Regions from separate parts of the Sus scrofa genome. Here region 1 is linked to region 2. Evidence: chromatin contacts called from public Hi-C data. All regions are on one chromosome and are shown on one strand. The core of a region is the stretch at or near the end of the contact, and the rest is flanking DNA. Distances in the headings are between cores, read along the strand shown. Region 1 has its middle 5.4 kb from the start of MIR101-2. Region 2 overlaps AK4 (adenylate kinase 4).

Region 1 (4,089 bases), core at 203-2,702, 120 kb after region 2:
TCTCTCAGCTGAAAGAGTTCAGCCTTCAGGAAGGGCTGCTTCATAAATGATCATCACTAAAGTATTAACAAACTTTAAGGATTAGAAGTAGGGCAGAAAACACCTGGCATAATTTGAGTACTTGGTGGGGGCTGTAGAATGACGTGCTGCATGAAGGATGATGGCATCAAAGACTGCAGGTGATAGGACTGTCTCTACCTGCATTAAAACGGCAGCCACTAGTCACAGGTGGCTGACAGGCACCTGAAGTCTGGCGAGGATGATGAAGAAGTGAATTTTTTTTTTTTTTTTTGCTATTTCTTGGGCCACTCCTGCGGCATATGGAGGTTCCCAGGCTAGGGGTTGAATCGGAGCTGGAGCCACCGGCCTATGCCAGAGCCACAGCAACGCAGGATCCGAGCCCCGTCTGCAACCTACACCACAGCTCACGGCAGCGCCGGATCCTTAACCCACTGAGCAAGGGCAGGGACCGAACCCGCAACCTTATGGTTCCTAGTCGGATTCGTTAACCACTGCGCCACAACGGGAACTCCTTATTTTTTTTTTTAACTTTAATTTTAAAAACTGGTGATGCATTCGATTATTGGAAAACTTCATTTGGTTAGGAAACAACTCGAGCATATGCATCTCCTTTGTAAGCTGTAAATTTTGTGAAATCTAAATACAGATTGAATATTTCTGATGAAAATGTAGTGTTTGAATTGAGATGTTATCACCGTAAGATACACTCAGGATTTCAAAGATTTAGTACAAACAAACCTCAGTAATAATTTTGGTTTTGATAACACGTTCTACTGAAAATATTTTGGGTATGGTGCAAGAAATGAAATACATTGTTATGCCACCTGAACCTATTTATTTTTTAGCTTTTAAACAGTGTGACTGCTGGAGTATCTACAGTTACGTACGTGGCTTGCTTTTTACTGCCGGGACAGCGCTGATCTATATCTTTGTTCCTTTTTTCTCCCTGGATTAATTTCAAAAGAGGTGACTGCCTGAAACAGTTACTTCATGTCTGTCAGCCCTTTACTTTCACCTGCTCTTTTCCATGTGGACGTTCGGGGGCCCACAGAGTGACAATTGTAGTACATGAGACTAATGGTGACTTCTTCCCAGATTTCTCTGCCGGAGGCGTGCCCCGCTCGGGAAGGTCCATAGAGAAGTCCAGGGTCCTGGAAGGGCTCCTAGGGGTGTCCTGGGAAAATATAGGGCAAGAGTGTGTCTGGCAAGAGCTGCTGTTGTATAAGGCTCCTGGGCATGCCAGAATATATCAGAGAACAGTGTGTGGCATGGTAATACTCGTGACACCTGCTGGCATTTTAGCGGTACCACTCACTTTTATTTTCCCTTTCTCTGCATTCGCTTTCTGCTCCACCTCCTAGTTCCTCTGGTGGTGATTGGGCCCACAGGGTTACTGACCCCTCTCCTCCAAAAAATTATCCTGCTGACCTGAACGGAGATGTCTTTGGGGTTTGGTTTGATCTAATTAGATTCAGTGATGGCACTGGCAGGAACTTGGGGGGCATTTAGTACTGTCGGCTCATTTTTATAGAGGACAAACTGTTGATTGCTTTGCCTGTAGACTCACAGACAGAGGCATTACCTGTATTTTTTGTGGATGACCTATTTAGAGACTCCCTGGGAAATCAAGAAGTTGATCAGTGATCAGTCACGTATTTGTAGAGCTTGCATTTTGTGGAAAGGCCTGGGATTAATGCTGTGAAGGGACAGGAAGAAAACAGTCTCTGATGTCAGGACCGCGCCTGTTGATGTGAGGAAATAAGATGTGAACGGTGCCAAATTCAGTCACAGTTTAAGATACCACCCTTCATACCGAGCGCAGGACCTCTGTGTTACAAGGAGAAAGAAAAGTGCTTTTTTCCACGTGTTGGAAGTAGAACTGTGTTCCTTTTCCAGATGTAGGAATAGAAGCTCTGAGAATGGTGGACTCTGCAGAAAAGAGGAGTGTGATTGTGTTTCTGGAACAGCCCAGGGCTCTAGAGGTGGAGGTCAGTGCTAGTCTTTGGTGCTGCCCCCTCTTAGCTGTCCAGGAAGAGGGAATTTGAGAACCCAGACCCCGCATTTTGAAATGGCAGTGTTGCCGGTAATGAGGAAATCCTAGATTAATTGGAGACGGCCAGGAGATGGTTAGCTAGGGGTAGATCATTTTTGAAGTCAGCTGATGTATTTTCGACTAGTTATTCTAAAGGGTACAGTAGCAGAGGTGAAAACAGAATAACATTGACTTGTAAGCAGACTCTGAAAATCGGGGGGGAAAAGTTAAATCTCGCGCAACATCTGAAAGTATAGACGGGTGGACTAAAACTATGAATGCTGAGTCCGTGGGTAAAGGGGAAGGCCCATGTAAGAGAAGATCTATTTAAATTTAATATCTGTGAAATATGAAGTGTGGGGGGGTCCATTTCCTTGTAAGTTTTTAGTCTCTTGAAGCCTTTTTGGACTAAAATCCCCAACAACCGAGGACTAAGACATGTCTTTGCTTGTACACATAGCTTCTGCGTTAGTTTTTCTCTTCTGTGGGGACCTACCAAGGTTACGCAGTGTGACTGTTGCGATGTGAGTGCTTGGAGTGGGTAAAACAAGGTCACCGCCTTGCAGTTCCTCCCAGTTAGTGCTTCTCTCTGAGAATTGGGGCTGACTTGGCACAAAGCAGTTGTCCTTGGCTTTTCCTTGCCCTTTTGGCCAATTTATTTCTCCTAAAGAAAGAAAAAAATGAGTAACCTCTTTACTCCAGGTTTCCCACTAACCTTGGCACGAGTTAGTTTCTGAACCCTTTTTTTTCTTTAATTTTAATTTTTTTATTTATTTTTATTTTTTGGAGTTCCTCTTGTGGCTCGGTGGGTTAAGAATCCAACTAGTATCCGTGAGGAAGCAGATTCAATCCCCAGCCTCATTCACTGGCTTAAGACCTGGTGTTGCTGCAAGCTGCGGTGTAAGATGTGGCTCAGCTCTGGCATTGCTGTGGCGTAGGCCAGTAGCTGCAACTCCCATCCCTAGCCTGGGAACTTGAAAAAAAAAAGGGTTTTTTTCATTTTTTTAAAAATTTTTTATGGTTGCACCATAAAAAAGTTCCTAGACCGGGGACTGAATCCAAGCAGCAGCTGCGACCTGTACCTCATTTGCAGCAATGCAGCATCCTTTTAACCCACTGCACCGGGCCAGGGATGGAACTCATGCCTATGAAGCAACCTGAGCTGCTACAGTGGTATTCTTTTTTTTTTTGTCTTTTGTCTTTTGAGGACTGCACCCACCGCATATGGAGGTTCCCATGCTAGGGGTCTAATCAGAGCTGTTGCTGCCAGCCTACGCCACAGCCACAGCAACACCAGATTCGAGCTGCGTCTGTGACCTACACCACAGCTCACGGCAATGCCGGATCCTTTAACTATAGTGGGATTCTTAACCCACTGTGCCACAGTGGGAATTCCAGTTGTTAAATACTCTTTTTTTCTTTCTCTAGGGCCACACCTGTGGCATATGGATGTTCCGAGGCTAGGGATCAAATTGGAGCTGTCGAATAGCCGCTGACCTACCCCACAGCCACAGCAACGCCAGATCCTTAACCACCGAGCGAGGCCAGGGATTGAACTCTCATTCTCACGGATATTGGCGGGTTTGTAACTTGCTGGGTCACAGTGGGTACTTCAGTTTTTAAATACGTTTAACAGCAAAACTTTGCAGTAAAATGCAAGTATACCTTCTCTGTACTTCCAACAAAGTAGTAGTTGACATTTGCCATCTTCTGTTGACAGTACATTTTTATAACATGACAATTTGGTCAAATTTGCGCATTTTACAATGTCACTGAATTGGACTATGGTTTTCAGGTTGGGAAAGAAAAAAAAAATCACACTTTAGTAAAAGACCAGTGGATTAATTAAACAACCTACTTATGGAGTTCTCGTGGCATGGTAGGTTAAGGATTTGGTGGTGTCACTGCAGCAGCGTGATCGACCCCGTGCCTGGGAACTTTCACCTGCCACAGGTGAAGCCAAAAAAAAAAAAAAAAGAAAAAAAAATTTAACCTACGTAAACAGTTTTAAAGTAGTGTCAAATATTTTACAATGC
Region 2 (4,063 bases), core at 1,354-3,853:
ATCCAGAGTTTTGCCATGTCTTTCAGTCAGGTACCCTGAGCTCACACAGACCTAAGGACACTGGACAAAGGAAAAGTCATAGAGTGAAAAAACCAGGTTCTTACAGTGTGGATTTAAATCAGAGATGAACCTTACAAAGACTTTACGTATTTTGTTAAGTTGCTCAGCAGTTTATTACTGAAATGCTAGGCTCTAACATCTATATCAATGTCTGTATATACATATATCTCTTTCATTTTCATATTCATTGCTATATATGAGTGAGTTGAGAAGGACAAGCCTGGGGAGGCACCAAGGATGATGTCTTTAGCACTCACTTTCCGTCCAAGGTATGAGTACACCTACTGCCTTAACAATTATCTAAGATGCAAAGGACATGTGACAATATTATGAAGGTTAATGAGTAAGATAACCTACTACCCTTTTATATAGACACACCACATACACATACACACACACAGAAAGCCTGATTCTTTCTTTCCCAAAGAGAATGTCTTCAGTAACCTTCCAAACAAGCTTAGCATTCATTTTATTTTTGAAACATACCCTATTAAAAATTTTTTTTAAAAATAATAGTAATAAAAAAAAAGAAACATACCCTACATTCACAAAGGCCAGAGAAAAAAAAATTGCCCTTGGTACTTCTTAAAAGATGTGATTCAGAAGACATGCCACAACTTAGAATAGATTTACAAGGAGATCCTGCTGAATCGCATTGAGAACTATGTCTAGATACTCATGTTGCAACAGAAGAAAGGGTGGGGGGAAAAATGTAATTGTAATGTATACATGTAAGGATAACCTGACCCCCTTGCTGTACAGTGAGAAAATAAAAAAAAAAAAAAAAACATTTAAAAACAAAACAAAACAAAAATAAATACAAGCACAATGAAATACCATTTAAAAAAAAAAAAAAAAGAAGACATGCGATTGTCGGCTTTTCTTCTGTAGGCATGTGTTGCCCAGTGGGATGTAACACTCTTCAGAGGCCTGATTCAAAAGAAAAATGCTGTATAGCACAGGAACTATATCCAATCTCTTGGGATCGAACATGATAAAAGATAATATGAGAAAAAGAATGTTATATACATGTATGACTGGGTCCCTTGGCTGTGCAGCAGAAATTGACAGAACGTTGTAAATCAACTATAATAATAAATTTACAAAAAAGAAAACTAGGAAGGGGATAAGGTCAAAGCAGTTAAGGGTACCAGTCCAGGGTGGTAAAACACATGTGCAAAACCAGGACGCAATACGGTAGTGCCAGCACATGTGGTTTTGTTCCCCAGCATCTACCTTTTCCTTGGACACCGAGGGCTCTGAGTACACATCCTGGAATATCTGAGGACGAAGATCATTCAACTCTCAGGGAAAACAAAAATACAAACACTGCACACATTCAAGTGGCTCTGACTTCTCTGGCTTGTGCTTTAAAAAAAAGTCCCAGAATTACCCACAGAAAACAGTGTTCAGCACTGCTCAGAACGAATCTAATGGAAAAGATGACCACGGCCGACACGATGACTCGCCTTTTAAAGGTATCATCACCAATGAAAAGGCTAAAATTATATCCTACTTATAATTCCAAAGTTCAAGGTACTTTCTGTGAAACCGAACTTTGACAAAGATTTGAAATGTTTTGATGCCGATACTTCACGGTATCTGGGAGACAATTCTGTTACCTCTTGGGATAAATTATGACCAAGTCTGAGAACGTGCAGGTTACGATTTAAATGCACCTTTTCAGCAGTCAAGTTTAGAAATGAAAAAAAAAACAAAAAACAAAAAAACTATTACCTAATGCACTACACTACCAGCCCCATCTCACTGCCAGCTTTTTTTTTTCTCTTTTTTTAAGTGAAGAATCTCTGTTTGAGCTGGTTACTGTTCCCTAGCTACTAGATCACCTCGTAAGCAGTCAATATACTTTTTTTAAAAAATGGTTTCCTGGAGTTCCCGTCATGGCTTAATGGTTAACGAACTCTAGTCGTATCCATGAGGACGTGGGTTCGATCCCTGGCCTTGCTCAGTGGGTTAAGGATCCCCTGTTGCCATGAGCTGTGGTGTATGTAGGTCTATGGCTACAGCTCTGATTCACCCCCTAGCCTGGGCAACTCCATATGCCATGGGTGTGGCCCTAAAAAACAAAAAAGAAAAAGAGAAAAGAAAAAAGGTTTCCTAACAAAATTAGAAGGCTTATTTGTGCACTACAACCAGCTGGAAGTCGGTGTGTCTTAAAAAGTGGATATTATTTTTAGAAAACTGCTCTCACACGTGAAACGTCTAAGGGAATTAAAAGGGAAAACCCATACCTCTATACACATAGTCACACATAAAAGAGGGCTTCTTACCCAACTGAAAAGGGTCCTGTGAAGGCCAGGTGGGGCTGAACTGTTTTTAGCACGGACCCGGCTGACCAAACCCCAGAGCCCTCACCAGGCCCAGGCCCCACCACCCCCGGGGGAGCCTTGGCTGGCGGCCACGCCACTCACTTCCGCCCGCCATTTGCAGGACGCCTCTCGACCGCCATATGGACCAGGAGGATGAGTCATCCGTCATCCCCAAGTCGCTTCTTGACCTTTCCACATTCTATCACCTTCAGCACGCTCAACAGGCACGTCCTCCCCAGAGCATGTGCCCTGACAGAAGGTGTTTCGAAAGCGCCACCGAGAACTTAGCCTTCCTGACGGCCCTCCCTCTGCCAAATGGATTTATTCCAGAGCTTGAAAGAAAAATCACAACCCAAAACCGTGACCAGATGGGTTTTTCAAGGAGAAACGCTACAAGCTAAATCAGTGAGGAGACTGACGTACTTCACCAAAAACAGGCCTGGATGTACAAGAACTTGAACGGTTATTCGCCCTGAAAGGAGACGTTACAGCAAAAGCAAAGCAGTGAAAAGACACAGAAAACATTTCATAACCGAAGCTGACTTTTAGACGTTGCCTGGCTAAATAGTTTTTCAACTATTTTGGAACATAACACTTCACGGAGTCACCAAAAAAGAATTCATGACCTGCACCTCGTGTACAGCAAGTCACAAAAGCTCATACTTACAGAGCACTTACTCTATTCTTCTAAGCACGTTCCCTATATTCACGTAACTCCATCCTTTTCGGAATCTCTGTTTTCCATGAGGAATAATTTTTTAAAAATTAAAAAAAATAATAGTGCAGAGCTAAGGTAACTTGCCCAAGGTCATCGCCAGTAAACGACAGAGCTAGGTTTCAGAGTGGGTGGTCTGGAACTCACTGGAAGGAGTAGTTATTAACCAACCACCTTCCCAAAGGAGTTTAACATAGATGATGCTTTTCTAAAACACATTTTTAAGCTTACTTAAAACTACCCAAGCCTTACAATTAAAGGATGTAAACTAGCGAAAATACTGTGAGGTGGTAACAAAGCTGAAGTTCTGCTTTGCTTTTTTCAGCCATGGCAAACAGCCACACAAAAAGTAGTGGGGGGCTGACTTTTGTGGGTGGAATGTCTAGAGTCTGGAGAAATAAACATAGCTGGAGAAGTGCAGGGAAGGTGATGAGAGCCAAGAAACTCCAACAGCCGGGCAGGCAATCAAGAAAGGCCAAGAGCCGGCAATACCTAACATCAGTTACAACTCCTCGCAACCCTTCCTCCTCAATGCATTCTTTCAAGAACGGTAATAGAGGTCCTGCCATGGCTCAGCGGTGAGCAAACCGGACGAGCATCCCTGAGGACATGGGTTCGATCCCTGGCCTCGCTCAGCAGGTTAAGGATCTGGCATTGCCGTGAGCTGTGGTGTAGGTCGCAGATGCAGCTTGGATCCTGCATTACTGTGGCTGTGACGTAGGCCAGTGGCTACAGCTCCAATTAGACCCCTGGCCTGGGAACTTCTGTATGCTGCAGGTGTGGCCCTAAAAAGATCAAAAAAAAAAAAAAAAGGTACATCCTCTCCATCTCACTGGTCTTGCCTCAATTCAGGCGTTCAACATCCCTTGGTCCAATTATTCCAACAACAATCGCTTATACGTCCTTTTGTCACCACCTCCTCCCTATCCCAGTACCTAAATGCTCTACTGCGAACAGA

The links. Hi-C and Micro-C count contacts between places; a contact is called where the count stands out from the background.
Region 1: a contact with region 2 is called in a Hi-C map of omental adipose tissue, with 2.3 times the contacts expected there. The contact joins two enhancer-like sites. A contact is called at or near these places in 1 of 5 promoter capture datasets (liver), 13 of 47 Hi-C or Micro-C datasets (brain, embryonic fibroblasts, fetal skeletal muscle and 7 more) and 1 of 2 datasets of contacts at active chromatin or transcription factors (skeletal muscle).

Annotation. Positions count from the first base shown.
Region 1 is chr6:147,323,414-147,327,502 of Sscrofa11.1, forward strand. It overlaps a transcript of JAK1 not described here. Among named protein-coding and RNA genes, the nearest start is that of MIR101-2, 5.4 kb to the right of the region's middle. Within about 2 kb of position 1,453, at least 5 of the 83 cell types and tissues checked have an H3K27ac peak or open chromatin away from gene starts, as enhancers often do. A contact at or near this core is called in mesenteric adipose tissue, omental adipose tissue and retroperitoneal adipose tissue, where this site is marked.
Region 2 is chr6:147,203,253-147,207,315 of Sscrofa11.1, forward strand. All of the region lies in intron 2 of AK4 (adenylate kinase 4), which reads right to left. Among named protein-coding and RNA genes, the nearest start is that of DNAJC6, 50 kb to the left of the region's middle. Within about 2 kb of position 2,604, at least 14 of the 83 cell types and tissues checked have an H3K27ac peak or open chromatin away from gene starts, as enhancers often do. A contact at or near this core is called in mesenteric adipose tissue, omental adipose tissue and retroperitoneal adipose tissue, where this site is marked.